2 separate regions of the Macaca mulatta genome follow, and region 2 is linked to region 1. A link is a contact called in public Micro-C data. All regions are on one chromosome and are shown on one strand. Each heading gives the region's core, a stretch centred on a gene start, on an enhancer-like site or on the middle of the called end of the contact. The rest is flanking DNA. Distances are from core to core; before and after follow the strand shown. Region 1 overlaps PIK3C2B (phosphatidylinositol-4-phosphate 3-kinase catalytic subunit type 2 beta). Region 2 holds the start of PIK3C2B (phosphatidylinositol-4-phosphate 3-kinase catalytic subunit type 2 beta).

Region 1 (5,984 bases), core at 2,008-4,507:
GGAGTTCAGGTGATGACACATCCCATGTTGTCAGCCTTGCTCCTTTCCTTGTTTTAGAATTTCTTCAGAGGGTCCACAAAGCTACTCCTTTTGTCCTCCTTTTCCATTTGACAGCCCCCATCCCTCCCCCACTTCTCGCTGCTGAGAGCCACCAAGAAGAAGCACCATGTTCTCTGCCCTCGGTTCACCCTCCCCCACAGCCCTGTCACTTGTCCTCATACAAGTCCCCTTCACCTAGCCCCAGGGACACACGATGGGTTTTTCTCACCCCCACCCCCAAACAGATTCAAAGCCAAAGGGACAAAGAGGAGGGGCTTCTCCAAGTCCCCCAGGTGAGAAAGCCAATGGCAGGACCAAGAGAACTGAGACACATAGGCCCACCACTGCTCAAGCCCGTAAGTTCTCTCCAGGTCCTCAGTCTGAACCACACCTAGCCGCTCCCTCTATGCTCAGGATAAGGAACTGCTAGGTGGGGTGAAGTACACAGGGGAGGGGAGCTGTGGAAAAGCAGGGAGGACCCATGTTACCTTTCCGGGAAGCTGTCCCTGGGCCAAAGTCCATACTGTCACACCCTCCTGGCCAGCCCAGGGCCCAGCAACTTCTACGCCAGAGGGCACAGAGGCAGGGCAGCCACCCCCAAGGTTAGCAGTTTCATGATAAAGCAGCCTGCCTCGCCGCTGTCCTCCAGGGGAATCTCCACCTAAGTGAGGCACTCCCTCCAGCCCACCACAGACTGGCAGAGCCCTGCTCTATCCCAGCTGCCTCTACCCTGGGGGCCCACAGCTATAATTAGGGCCCCTCCAGCGGCCAGCAGACATGCCAGGCCAGGGCTTGGCTGGAGGTGACAAAGCACGGCTGCTGAGCCTATTTTGAGAGTTAGCTGATCCCTGGACTGCTACAGTGGGGCAGAGAATCACCTGACCCCATAGCAAAGGGGAGAGGGAGCTGGTCCTGAGCCCTCTCTTTTTGCCTAAAGAAGAAGCTTCCAGCTTCATGTCTTAAGGAAAAGGAGAGTGAGAAGATTTTATGAGTGAAACCAGAGCCAGCCAAGGCCCTCTTTCCCTTCAATCCTTGGGTATATCTGGTATTCCAAAACCTCTCCCACAGACCTTCACCTAGGGCTGGTCAGGATAACCATTATGTTGGCTGCGGCCCTTACCTTCCTCCCTTAGAAACCCTCTCCTTCCTGCAGCCCATTCAACAACATCATATCACACAGGCTGCCTCCTCCAGGAAGGATTCCTGGAATGTGCTGGTTGGCTCCAGTCCTGGTTCTGCCACTCACAATCCTGGGCAAGTTAACTCCCATCTCCGTGCCTCAGTTTCTCATCAGGGAGAAGGGGAACATAGCTTCACTTGCATGATGTGTGTGCACACTGTGTACTTTTTGCTATGTGACGCTGTGGTTACTGCACTGGCACTGAGTTATACAGAGAGTATTTTCATGCGCACATATCCCCATGTATCAGCCAGTTTGTCAGTCACCTGGAACGGAGAAACCAAAACCAAGAGGGCTCCCCAGCTAAGAAGCCTGTACCAAGTACTTTATTTACAGTGTCCTAACTGCTCCTCAAACAATCCTGTAGGGTAGGCCCTGTTATCACCACCATTCTAGTTTGAAAGACCTGCCTGAGGCTGCAACTACAGTAGGAAGGAGAGAATGACTGGCCCAAAGCCTGTCCTCTGAACGCTGGCACGCCCTCCCCCAAATGTCTTGGTCTTGACCATGAAGGGCCAAGAAGTCTCATTCAGGGCATCTGGATGGACAGTGCAAGATAATGCCCTTCACAAGGCTCTAGGCAGGGGACTGGCCCATTAAAATTCAAAGTAGGGATCTCAGGGGACAAAATGAAACTCATGGCGCAGGCTAGGCTGCCTCTATACCTCTGATACTGTATGAGAAAAGGATTTAAGGCCAATTTTTTAAAGTCCTCCTGGGCCAGAAGACTACAGCACCCCCCTTTTTTTTTTTTTTTTTTTTTTTGAGACAGGGTCTTGCTCTGTTGCCCAGGCTGGATGCTCACTGCAGCCTTCACCTCCCAGGCTCAAGTGATTCTCCCACCTCAGCCTCCTAAGTAGCTGGGACCACGGGTGTATGCCACCACACTCGGCTAATTGTTTGTATTTTTTGTAGAAATTGGATCTCCCTTGTTGCCCAGGCTGGCACCCCTTCTCTTGACAGCAGCAGTAATTGTGACCAAAAAATCCCAAAGGAATGGTGGAACTCAAGGGCCAGTTAATGCAGCTATCCTCTGCCTGCAAGGAGTTTCTCCTGTCCTGGCAGTTGTTTGCTTAAGGACCTTTTATGCACGCCCCCCCCACCTTTTTTTTTTTTTTTTAAAGATAGGGTCTCACTCTGTTGCCCAGCCTAGAGTGAATGCAGTGGTGTGATCATGGCTCACTGCGGCCTCGACCTCCCAGGCCCAAGTGACTCTCCCACCTCAGCCTCCTAAGTAGCTAGGACTACAGATGCATGCCACCACACTCGGCTCCTTTAAAATAATTTTTTAGTAGAGATAAGGCCTCTTTGTGTTGCCCAGGCTGGTCTCAAATTCCTGGGCTCAAGCGATCGTCCTGCCTTGGCCTCTCAAAGTACAGTGACTACAGGTGTGAGCCATGATGCCCAGCCATATACACCTTTATTGCTCTAAGAATTACCTAAGTGTGAAGGGCATGAGAAAGGGTCCATTTTCCCAGTTGTCCATCAGTAAAATGACCCACCCCTTCCAGCATCTCCAGATTTTTCATCTACCTATTTTACATCCTCGGCCTCCCCAGGACCCTCCTCAGTCTCTTTAATCTGTGCTCCAAATACTTAGGTTGCCGAGCTGCTCTGCAAATGAGGACTCGTGTGGGGAAGCAAAGCTGGGGGCAGCAAGCAGGGGATTTTCTGACTGACTGGAAGGAAGGTAGAGCACAGCACAGACGACGCACAGGGCAGGAAAACCCCTGCGGTGCCCCCATTCAAGCAAGGCACCCTCTCCTCCGTTTCCTTCCTGCTTTGCTTGGCTGACGCCTACCTTCCCGACACCAAATTATTGTTTACACGTGGTGATTAATACTACTGTGTGCTTTTGGTTTCATATTTATATTTATAACCCACCTATCTCATCTCAATGCCATAACTGCTTCTGAGTGAAACAAATGTCCCCATTTCTCAGTTTGAGAAAATGAGGCACAGAAAGAATAGAAAGTAGTACTCAAGACAGAGTTAGAAATAGAGGCTCACTCCTGGGAATCCAAGCTCAATACTCCTTCTCTAGACAACCCTCCCTTCTCTCTATATAAAGGGAAGAGCACAGTCTCCTCTCCAGAGTCTACAGGAACTGAGGGAAGTGGGAGAGGATGAGAAGCCCTCCAACTAGTTAAACTCTTTAAGGGAGACAAGATCAAAAAATGAAGTATTATTAAAATTAACAACTAACATTTATAAGTTTTTTATGGTTTACAAAGAGCCTTTATAGATACTTCTCATTGGATCCTCATGACAACTTGAGAGGTGGTAATTATACTTGGCCCCATTTCAGAGTCAGGGAAGTGGAGGCCGGGCACAGCGGCTCACGCCTGTAATCCCAGCACTCTGGGAGGCTGAGGCGGGCGGATCACAAGATCAGGAGATCGAGACCATCCTGGCTAACACGGTGAAACCCCATCTCTGCTAAAAGTACAAAAAATTAGCAGGGCGTGGTGGCGGGCGCCTGTAGTCCCAGCTACTTGGGAGGCTGAGGCAGGAGAATGGCGTGAACCTGGGAGGCAGAGCTTGCAGTGAGCTGAGATCGCGCCACTGCAGTCCAGCCTGGGCGACAGAGCAAGACTCCATCTCAAAAAAAAAAAAAAAAAAAAGTCAGGGCAGTGGAGACTCAAGAGGTTGAATGACTTGTCCAATTAGGGTTAACAAGGAAGCCTGGTTTTATCGTTAGTCCTGGAGTAGTTATCTGGCCCCAGGGATATTTCAGAGGCTGAGTAGGTCTGCAGTGACCTGGGCACTGGAGCCTGGGGGAAGGGCTTACTGCTGGTCCCAGATGATGAGGTGGAAGAGGTACTTGGAGAAGTGAGCTCTTCGGGTCTGCAGGGGGCTGCACAGCTCCTTGCCGCCATGGCTGAGGGAACAGGAGAGGTAGAAATCTTCATAGCTACAAAAGAAAGGGAGCAGGTCAGGACACCCAGCTCCCAAAACCAATCACCCAAACCTATGCATCCCTCTAAGGCCAAAATCCATTTCCCCTGGTAAAATTCCCAGTCTCTGAGGGCTATAACACGGGATTTCTGGATAGGACAGCCAAACTGGATGTAAGGAAATGTGCTCAGGCCAAAGCAACTTAATCTGAGTTCCTCTGCTCGGTTTTAGGCTCCATGCTGAGCCTTGTGGTTTTTCTTTCTTTAATGGGAACCGGCCACCCAGCCTCCTTATAGAAAGCTCCAGCCCATCGAGTGTCTGTGTGTGCGTGCATGTGTGTGTGTGCACGTGCATGCGCAAGTGAGAAGGGTGGGGGAGGAAGACGACATATGCTGACGTGAATGCCAACACACGGGGGTCCCTGTGGCTCATGACAGGTGCCTGACAGAAGAGGTCAGAGAAGGCCCCGGTTTCCCAGGCTGCCTCCTTTGTTCTCTGCCAATCGCCCAGAGGAATACATTAAGTGAGGAACAAAGAGAGAAGGGGAAGGGGGTTGGGGAAAGGGGACCAGCAGGGGCGGGGTAGGGCCCAGTGCCTATTCCCTCAGGCCTTGGATGCTGGGGACCCAACAGAGGAGCTGAGGATTTTACCAAAAGAACATCCTCCTCCACCCACCCCTGCAGGCCTAGAGAACCCCAGACAAAGGGTCAATCCCACCTCCCTGCCCCCTCCCACTGGCCAGGGAGCGTGCACTCTATCTGGGAATCCGCCATCTGTTGCCACGTCTCCTTCCACTGGTCCTGGCTCTGGAGGGGGCAGGGATGCAGAGGCAGCCAGCACCAAGAGGGAATAACAGCATCTTCTTCATCTCCTAAGGGACCTCCTCTCTCCTCTGGGATATCCCCAGCCCAGGTCTTCCTCAGACACTTGGCTCACCCCTGCAGCCCCATTGCACCACAATGTCACACAATGCCACACATCCTAAGACTTAGGACAGTGGTATTACATGCAGATAGGAAAAAGCCCTGGTGGAGGTCAAACTCAGCTTGCTCCCTAGTGGCTGCTCAGCCCTGGGCTCACCTGGTAGCCCAGATGATGGGGATGCGGTGGGTGGCATAGACAGTGAAGGCCAGGGCCCTGGAGAAATGGCAGGCCTCCTGGACCAGGTCATGCTTGCGGCTCCCGGGCACTGCCGTCTGGAAGTCTGCATTGAATGTGTTGCAGTACAGCTCCACCAGGTCCAAGATGGCAGCGGTCAGGGCTTCCACGACCTTCTCTGGGAAGGGAAGGGGTCAGAAAGGAAAGTCATGAGGCCTCCTCAAGCCCTACCTTATTGCCAGGGCACTGGCTAGAATAGGATGGCCTAAGACAAAGTGGTCCCCAAATGCTAGTCAGTCTCTAATAGCTGTGACAAAGTTCACCCATCTGCAGTGAAATGAGAAAAAAGCAGAAGCATGTCATGAGCTTTTCATAAAACCACAGTTATACAATGTTAAACATAATCCTTATTTTTACTTATTGCTATTTAGCATTAAAATGTCCTTTCTTTTAGGAAACAATGTTAATAATTATAGTCAGTTGCTTCAAAAAAGCAAAAGTCAAAAAAGTTTGGCCAAGTAAAAGGCTGCCAATTCTCTCTTGGTCCCCCAGATACTTTGGGGGACATTTTACTGGTCTATGAAATCCAAAAGACTGGGAATCACCATAAGAATCCCAGGGATGCCAAAACAAAAAACAAAAACAAAACAAAGGAATCCCAGGGATATAGGTCGGTCTTAGGGCAAAGTTCAGCTTCAAGGGCACGACAGGGGAATCCTAGAAAAATTGTAGGGAAAATTCTTTCTCATCCTCTTGCAAGGCCCATTCT
Region 2 (5,984 bases), core at 1,501-4,000, 40 kb after region 1:
AAAACATTCCTTGCTCCATGTGGCCCTCAGATCCCACCCTATCCCCATCCCTGACAGTTCTCCCTCCCTTACGAGGAAGGCTAAACCCAGTATGAATAATCATTTGTAAAGTATTCTGTAGTTTTCGGGGTACTTTTGCACACATGATTTTGTTTAGTTCTTGGTAAGCAGTATTTGATTATCAATTCTGTGAGCCAAGGCTACTCCCCCACCTCCATTTTACAAATAAACAAACTAAATCTTAGGTCCACAAATTGTCTGTGCTCACACAGCTAAAAAGAAAGTCACACCAAGACACTGTTTTCTCTACTACTTCACATTATGATGTCCAAGTTCACATCCTGAGAACATGAGGAGCCTGAACCTTACGGCTAGTTACAAGCCACTAAAAGGAACACAGACCTCCTCATTTTTCTACCCACTGGCCCAGGCAGGGCTATCCAGGCTGAAGGACCACAGACATGATACAGATGCAAAGCACCAGGCAACAGGAGTGGGGACAGCACCAAGAGAGGACCAAAGGCCCACGAGGGTATAGAGTATCTGCCAGAGCATACTAGGTCATGACAAAGACCAAAGGCATTCCAGACCACCAAGGAAGTTCAAAGGAGCTCCCCCAGAAACAGCCCAAGTCCCCAGATAAACTGACCCTTCCTCACCCAGCACACCCCTTGGCCCTTTCTCACTCATGCTTCCAGTGGAGAAGGAAATGGACAAGCAGCCAGGCCTGAGAGATTGATCAGATTCAGCTATACACACTTAGCAGGAAGCTCAAAGCCATGGAAATCAAACCTCAGGCTCTCCCAAAGGCCAAAGGAGAGGTAGCCACAGCCCGGGTCTAGGGCTCCAGCACAGAGCCACCATCTCTTCAGACGCTGGTTGCCAAGCAGAGGTATAAAATGTGCCTCGACTTAATTTTTCTGTGGACACAACCTCAAGATGGGACCGCCAGACTCTGGAGGAGCTGGGATTCCAAAGGCTCACTGCCTCTCTGCTCTGGGATCGGCAGCTGGAGTTGGGGAGAGGGAAGTATTTTGGGGTCGGCGTTGCCACCCGCTGGGCCATTTCTCTTCCTAATATCTTCCCAAGGCCTAATGCAGCAACAGAGTAAGTTTTCATTCAGCACTGATTCAGGATTGGAATTTAGTGCAAATTGCTTACATCTGCCTGGCCATATCCCAAATAGGTAGTTTAGAGCACGGAGGAGGGGCAGCATTGGCCCACTTCTCGGAGCCCGGGTAGCTGCCTGCTAAAGAATCTGGTGCCATGCTGGGACCAGCCAGCCCAGGGTACAAAACTCTCCAACAGAGTTGAGAAAAAACAGCCCAAGAGGGCTGCCAGAGACAATACAGCGATTCCATCCCACGCATGATTGGAAGGACTGGGGCAGGGAAGCTACGAAGACCCCAGAAGCGGGTGGAGATGAAGAGAAAGCAGGCCTGAAGGAGCAAGAGCAATGGCAGATCTCTCTCTCTCACACACACACACACACACACCCTCTTCAACATCAGCCAACTAGGGTGTGTGCACTAACCTCATACATTTGGTAACCTCTTCCCACAACCCAGGAGCCTGCCAAGCCCCTGGGATCCCCACCCTACTCCACCCCACACCAGCTTGGCAGCCTTGCTTGCGCTTCCTGCTGCGATTGCTCCTCCAACATCAAAGTCACCGCTGTCGGGAGCTGAAAATGAGAGACAAGTATAGGCCAGGAGAGCAGCGCCTTCTCCCAGCACCGGCGAACTCAGGCCTGAGGGTCCCTCTCCCTCTTTCAAGCTTTCAGTCTCCTTCTGCTGCAGTATCCTTATAAGGGAGAATCCAATTCTACCCTCCGCCCGGCTAAGAAATGTACACATTCCCCAGGCAAATGCCGACTTCTCACCCAGTCCACAGAAGGCACTAACCCCATCACAGGACAGGTTTTGCTTTTTTTCTCATCTTAAATAAACAAACCCCAAAGCCATTGGCTGGTTCAGATCGCCCTGCAGCTGGGAGCCAGGAAGTGTGTTTAGCTAGAAGGGGGTGGGGACGCGGGTGCCTGGAGCCCCAGAGGCCCTGAAGCTGCTGGAGTGGGGTGGGGTGGGGTGAGGGGCAACCTGCTCTGCGCGGCGGGCAGGAGCTCAGGCTCCCACGGCGTACGCCGCTCAGCCCGCCGCCAGGAACCCTCGGCTGCTTCCATTGTTGCACCTCCGCTGTTGCCATGTTGGAGGGAGAGCCCCCTGACCTCGGCTGCCTCCACTCTGGGGGCACTTTGCAGACCCCGGGGCCGATGCTACGCGCAGGGTGCGTGTCCTACCTGCGCTAGCTGCTGGCTCTGCTGCAACACCCGACGTGTCTTGTGCCCGGCGACGTGGGCTGCTCGCTCCGCGCCTCACGGGCTCGCTCTGCGGCTCCAGGCGCCTCTTGCACCAGCGCGAGAGGAGCTGGCCGGCCGCACGCCGCCTGCTCCCGGGCCGCTGCCCTCTCCAGGCTCCGCACAGACCCTAGGCTCGAAGGGGCAGAGGGAGAGGTAGCAAAGAGGGCAAGGACCAGCTTGGGGGGGTGGGGAGGGGTGCTCTCCACCGAGAGCGTGCGCGAGCTCGCAGAGTCAGGCCACCCCGGGTGAGACAATAGCGGGAGCAGCGGGCGAGAGAGGGGAAGCCATCTCCCGGACACCAGAAGCACTGCACGGCGAAGCGAGGCTCGGCCAGACCCTGCCTGGACAGGCAGCCACCCGGCCGCCGGCTCCAGCCGCAGCGCCGAATCCGCCGCGAGCCGGAGGGCGGGGCGGCTGCTGGAACCCCGGCCGTCCTTCGCCTCTCCCCTCCCCTTCCCCCTCCTCTTCTCCTCTCCTCTCCTCTCCTCCTCTCCCCTCCGACTCCCTCCCCATTTGCCATTGCGTGGGGGAAGAGAAACGCGCTGGCGTCAAGTTGTGCTCTGCAACCCAAGAGCCAGGATTTCCACTCCCCACTTGGGTGAGGGTTTTTGCGGATGGTCGTTACTTTCCCCTGCTGGAACCTTGGCTTTGGGTCAGAGGAAAGCGCAATCATTCTGCTAGAAATGACGGTGCTGAGGTCTAGTTATCCGCTTCAGGAATTTCTACCATAATTACGGTAGCGATGTTCGGGGGATCCCCTACCTTGAGGGTTAGGTGGGGGTAGAGAGAGGCTGTCTCCGGGCTTTACACGCTCAGTGTCATTCGTCTTTCTGTCTCCTTCCTTCCTCCCTTTCTGGAAGGGGAGTCTCGTTTGTTTTTGTATTCGCCCAGGTGGATCTTCCGAGCTGCGATCCAGAAAACAGCAGTCAGCCTAAGTGGGGAGGGAAGATAGAAGATCCTTCAACCCAACTAGGGTAGTGGGGGGGAAAAAAAAAAACCTTTCATACAATATGTTATATTTAAATTTTCTACTCTAAATACCTTTCTTCCAGCAGTGGTCTCTGGAAGAATTTTCCTAAAGGCTCCACCCAAAAGAAACTATGAGTTGGCCAGATCCTCCTTTGCATTTCGTTTGCATAGTACCAACGATCACTGATCTCAAAAGTATATTTTCCTAAAAACGTGAATCGTGTTTTCCTCCACTGCCCTCATTTCTTCTTTCTTTCTCGACAGACTATGAAGATTAACACCTGATTCTCAGCCTCTCAAGTAAAACCATGATTAAATAAATTTGTTATACTTTTCTCTTGTTAACTTGTCTTTTGTTACAGAAGTGTTGGCTATGACTCTTATGATGGGGAGGAAAGGGATCACCCCCCTTTCTGCTCCTACAGTGCCTTCTGTACCCAATGCTTGTGACTGGGTAGTCCACTTCACCCTCTGAATATCAAGAGTAGCGTCCTCACCTATCACGGAGGGCTGTCGTAATGATCAAAGGAGAGAATCTAGGTGAAACATCTTGATAATTAACTGAAGGCAGCTTGGTCTACACATATGTCATAATGTATATGATGCTACTCCTGATCTCAGGAGCCACAGGGGTTAAAAAATGTGTCCATGCACGTATTCACCACTTGTTCACCATACAAATATTTATGACAGCTTACTCTGTGTCTATCATCAGGTCAAGCTCAGGAGCCTGAGAGAACGCAGTGTTACAGGGGTCACTGGTCGTTCTATGCTGCTGGGGTGAAAAGTCTGAAGGAAAGAACTAACAGGAAGTAGGCCTGGGTAGCTGAGTGGATGATCAGATCACAGGCTTTATCATGCATTTTGGTAAGGAAAAAATTGAGTAAAGAGAAACCAGGGCATGCCAAAAAGTTTAGCTGCTGTAGGTGACAGAGAACCTGCTATGCACAAATAGAGCTGGCAAGTAGCGTGACCAGAAAAAAACTTCCTGGCATATTATAGAGAAGGATTTGGAGGATGCACTGCATGTCTCCCCTGTGCCCCTCCAGATCTTCCTGGCCCTCTGGCTTCCTAGACGGGGTTGGCCAATGGGAGCCATGGCTGAAGACTGAATAAGGAGGGAGGTCAGGGGAAACCGGATATTTATTCTTCAGGATTCCTCTCTTTGGGGTCACAGTGCACTGGCTGCCACCCTCAACCAAAGATCACAGCTTCTACGGGTGGTTCTCCCCTCCCTCTCTCTTTTTTTTTTTTTTCTTGAGAGGGAGTCTCTGTCACCCAGGCTGGAGTGCAGTGGCTCACTGCAACCTCTGCCTCCTGAGTTCAAGCGATTCTCCTGCCTCAGCCTCCTGAGTAGCTGGGACTACAGGCGCATGCCACCACACTCAGCTAAATTTTTTATTTTTTAGTAGAGACAGCGTTTCACTGTGTTAGCCAGGATGGTCTCAATCTCCTGACCTGGTGATCCACCCTCCTCAGCCTCTCAAAGTGCTGGGATTACAGGCGTGAGTCACTGTGCCACTCTCTTGATTCAGGAAATCACTCCCCTCCTTTGATTTTTCGGGCCTGGGGGTGGAAACATGGATTTGCTACTGGCCCTAGTAGATTGTACATTATTTCTTGTGGTTTTTAAAATTGTCTCCTTATTTTTTAACTTCTCCTGAAATTACCCCTCAAGTGCAGTGTGCCATTTGCTTTCTGCCAGGACCTAATAACACAGCTTAGGAGTGCGGCCTGGGAGCTCAACGGAGAAACCATGGCTACCTTCCAGGTGGGAAATCAGGGAATCTCAAAACAGTGCCAGAGTTGTGGCAGTGGGGATGAAAAAACCAGGCGGATACAAGAGATACTTATTAAGAGAAATCAATAAAATTTGATAAATATGTAAAATGTAGGAAATTAGGGAAGAGGAGGACTCTGGAATTATTCCCCATTTGAAGCTTTAGAAATTGTTGGCAGGTGGTACCATTCCCTAAGTTAGTGACAATTAGTAAGACAGGGCCCAGGTGTTGGCAGAGGGATCTTGCACTTAATTTTGAACATGTTGGGTTTGAGGTATCTGTGGAATGTCTAGATGGGGATGTCTAGTAGACAGCAAACTGATGAAACTAAACTCAAATTGGGGTGTGGATAAGTGATAGCAGCTTTGGATTCTGTAGGTTATAGGTGGTCAGTGAAGTTATAAGCCTGTACGAGGTCGTCCAGATGGGCATAAGGAGGAAAGAAGAAACAATCAGAGAGGTAAGAGAAAAACTGGAGGCCACAGAGTGTCAGAAACTAAGGTGGGAGAATCTCAGAAGAGAATGACTGGATAACAAGTGCAGCAGGAACCTCCAGGAGGGTAGGGCTGGAAAATGCCCTTTGGATGGACAAGAAAGTCACTGGTGCTCATGGAGTAAGAGTGGTCATAGTTAAACCAGCCTCCAGTGGGTTCTAGGCCTAATTCATTCCCTGATTCAAAGCTGGTACTCAATAAATTCTTGGTCAGTAAGTGAATGAATGAACCTGGATCTAGAATAAAAGAGACATGCTTTTTCTAGAAGCTTGGCAACTTAAGACAAGGAGAAATATAAGGCAGTGGGTACAAGGGAATGCAGGATCAAAGGGGAGATTTTTGTTTTTTCTTTTTAGGATAAGAAAGGCTTAAGCGTGTTCATAT

Evidence for each region. A called contact is a pair of places that touch in the nucleus more often than the background predicts.
Region 2: a contact with region 1 is called in a Micro-C map of CD4 T cells, with 15 times the contacts expected there. The contact joins the promoter of PIK3C2B here to the enhancer-like site in region 1. A contact is called at or near these places in 10 of 14 Hi-C or Micro-C datasets (CD4 T cells, blood, cortical neurons and 5 more).

The regions. Positions count from the first base shown.
Region 1 is chr1:62,197,389-62,203,372 of T2T-MMU8v2.0, forward strand. It overlaps PIK3C2B (phosphatidylinositol-4-phosphate 3-kinase catalytic subunit type 2 beta), which reads right to left. Exons shown (of 33, transcript XR_013418051.1): 11 at 5,198-5,393; 12 at 4,011-4,133. The region is part of intron 2 of LOC144341270 (a long non-coding RNA gene); the gene reads left to right. Among named protein-coding and RNA genes, the nearest start is that of PIK3C2B, 40 kb to the right of the region's middle. Within about 2 kb of position 3,258, at least 7 of the 40 cell types and tissues checked have an H3K27ac peak or open chromatin away from gene starts, as enhancers often do. A contact at or near this core is called in CD4 T cells and blood, where this site is marked.
Region 2 is chr1:62,237,832-62,243,815 of T2T-MMU8v2.0, forward strand. It overlaps PIK3C2B (phosphatidylinositol-4-phosphate 3-kinase catalytic subunit type 2 beta), which reads right to left and starts at 2,751. Exons shown (of 33, transcript XR_013418051.1): 1 at 2,297-2,751. It overlaps LOC144341277 (a long non-coding RNA gene), which reads left to right. Exons shown (of 3, transcript XR_013418147.1): 3 at 1-1,912.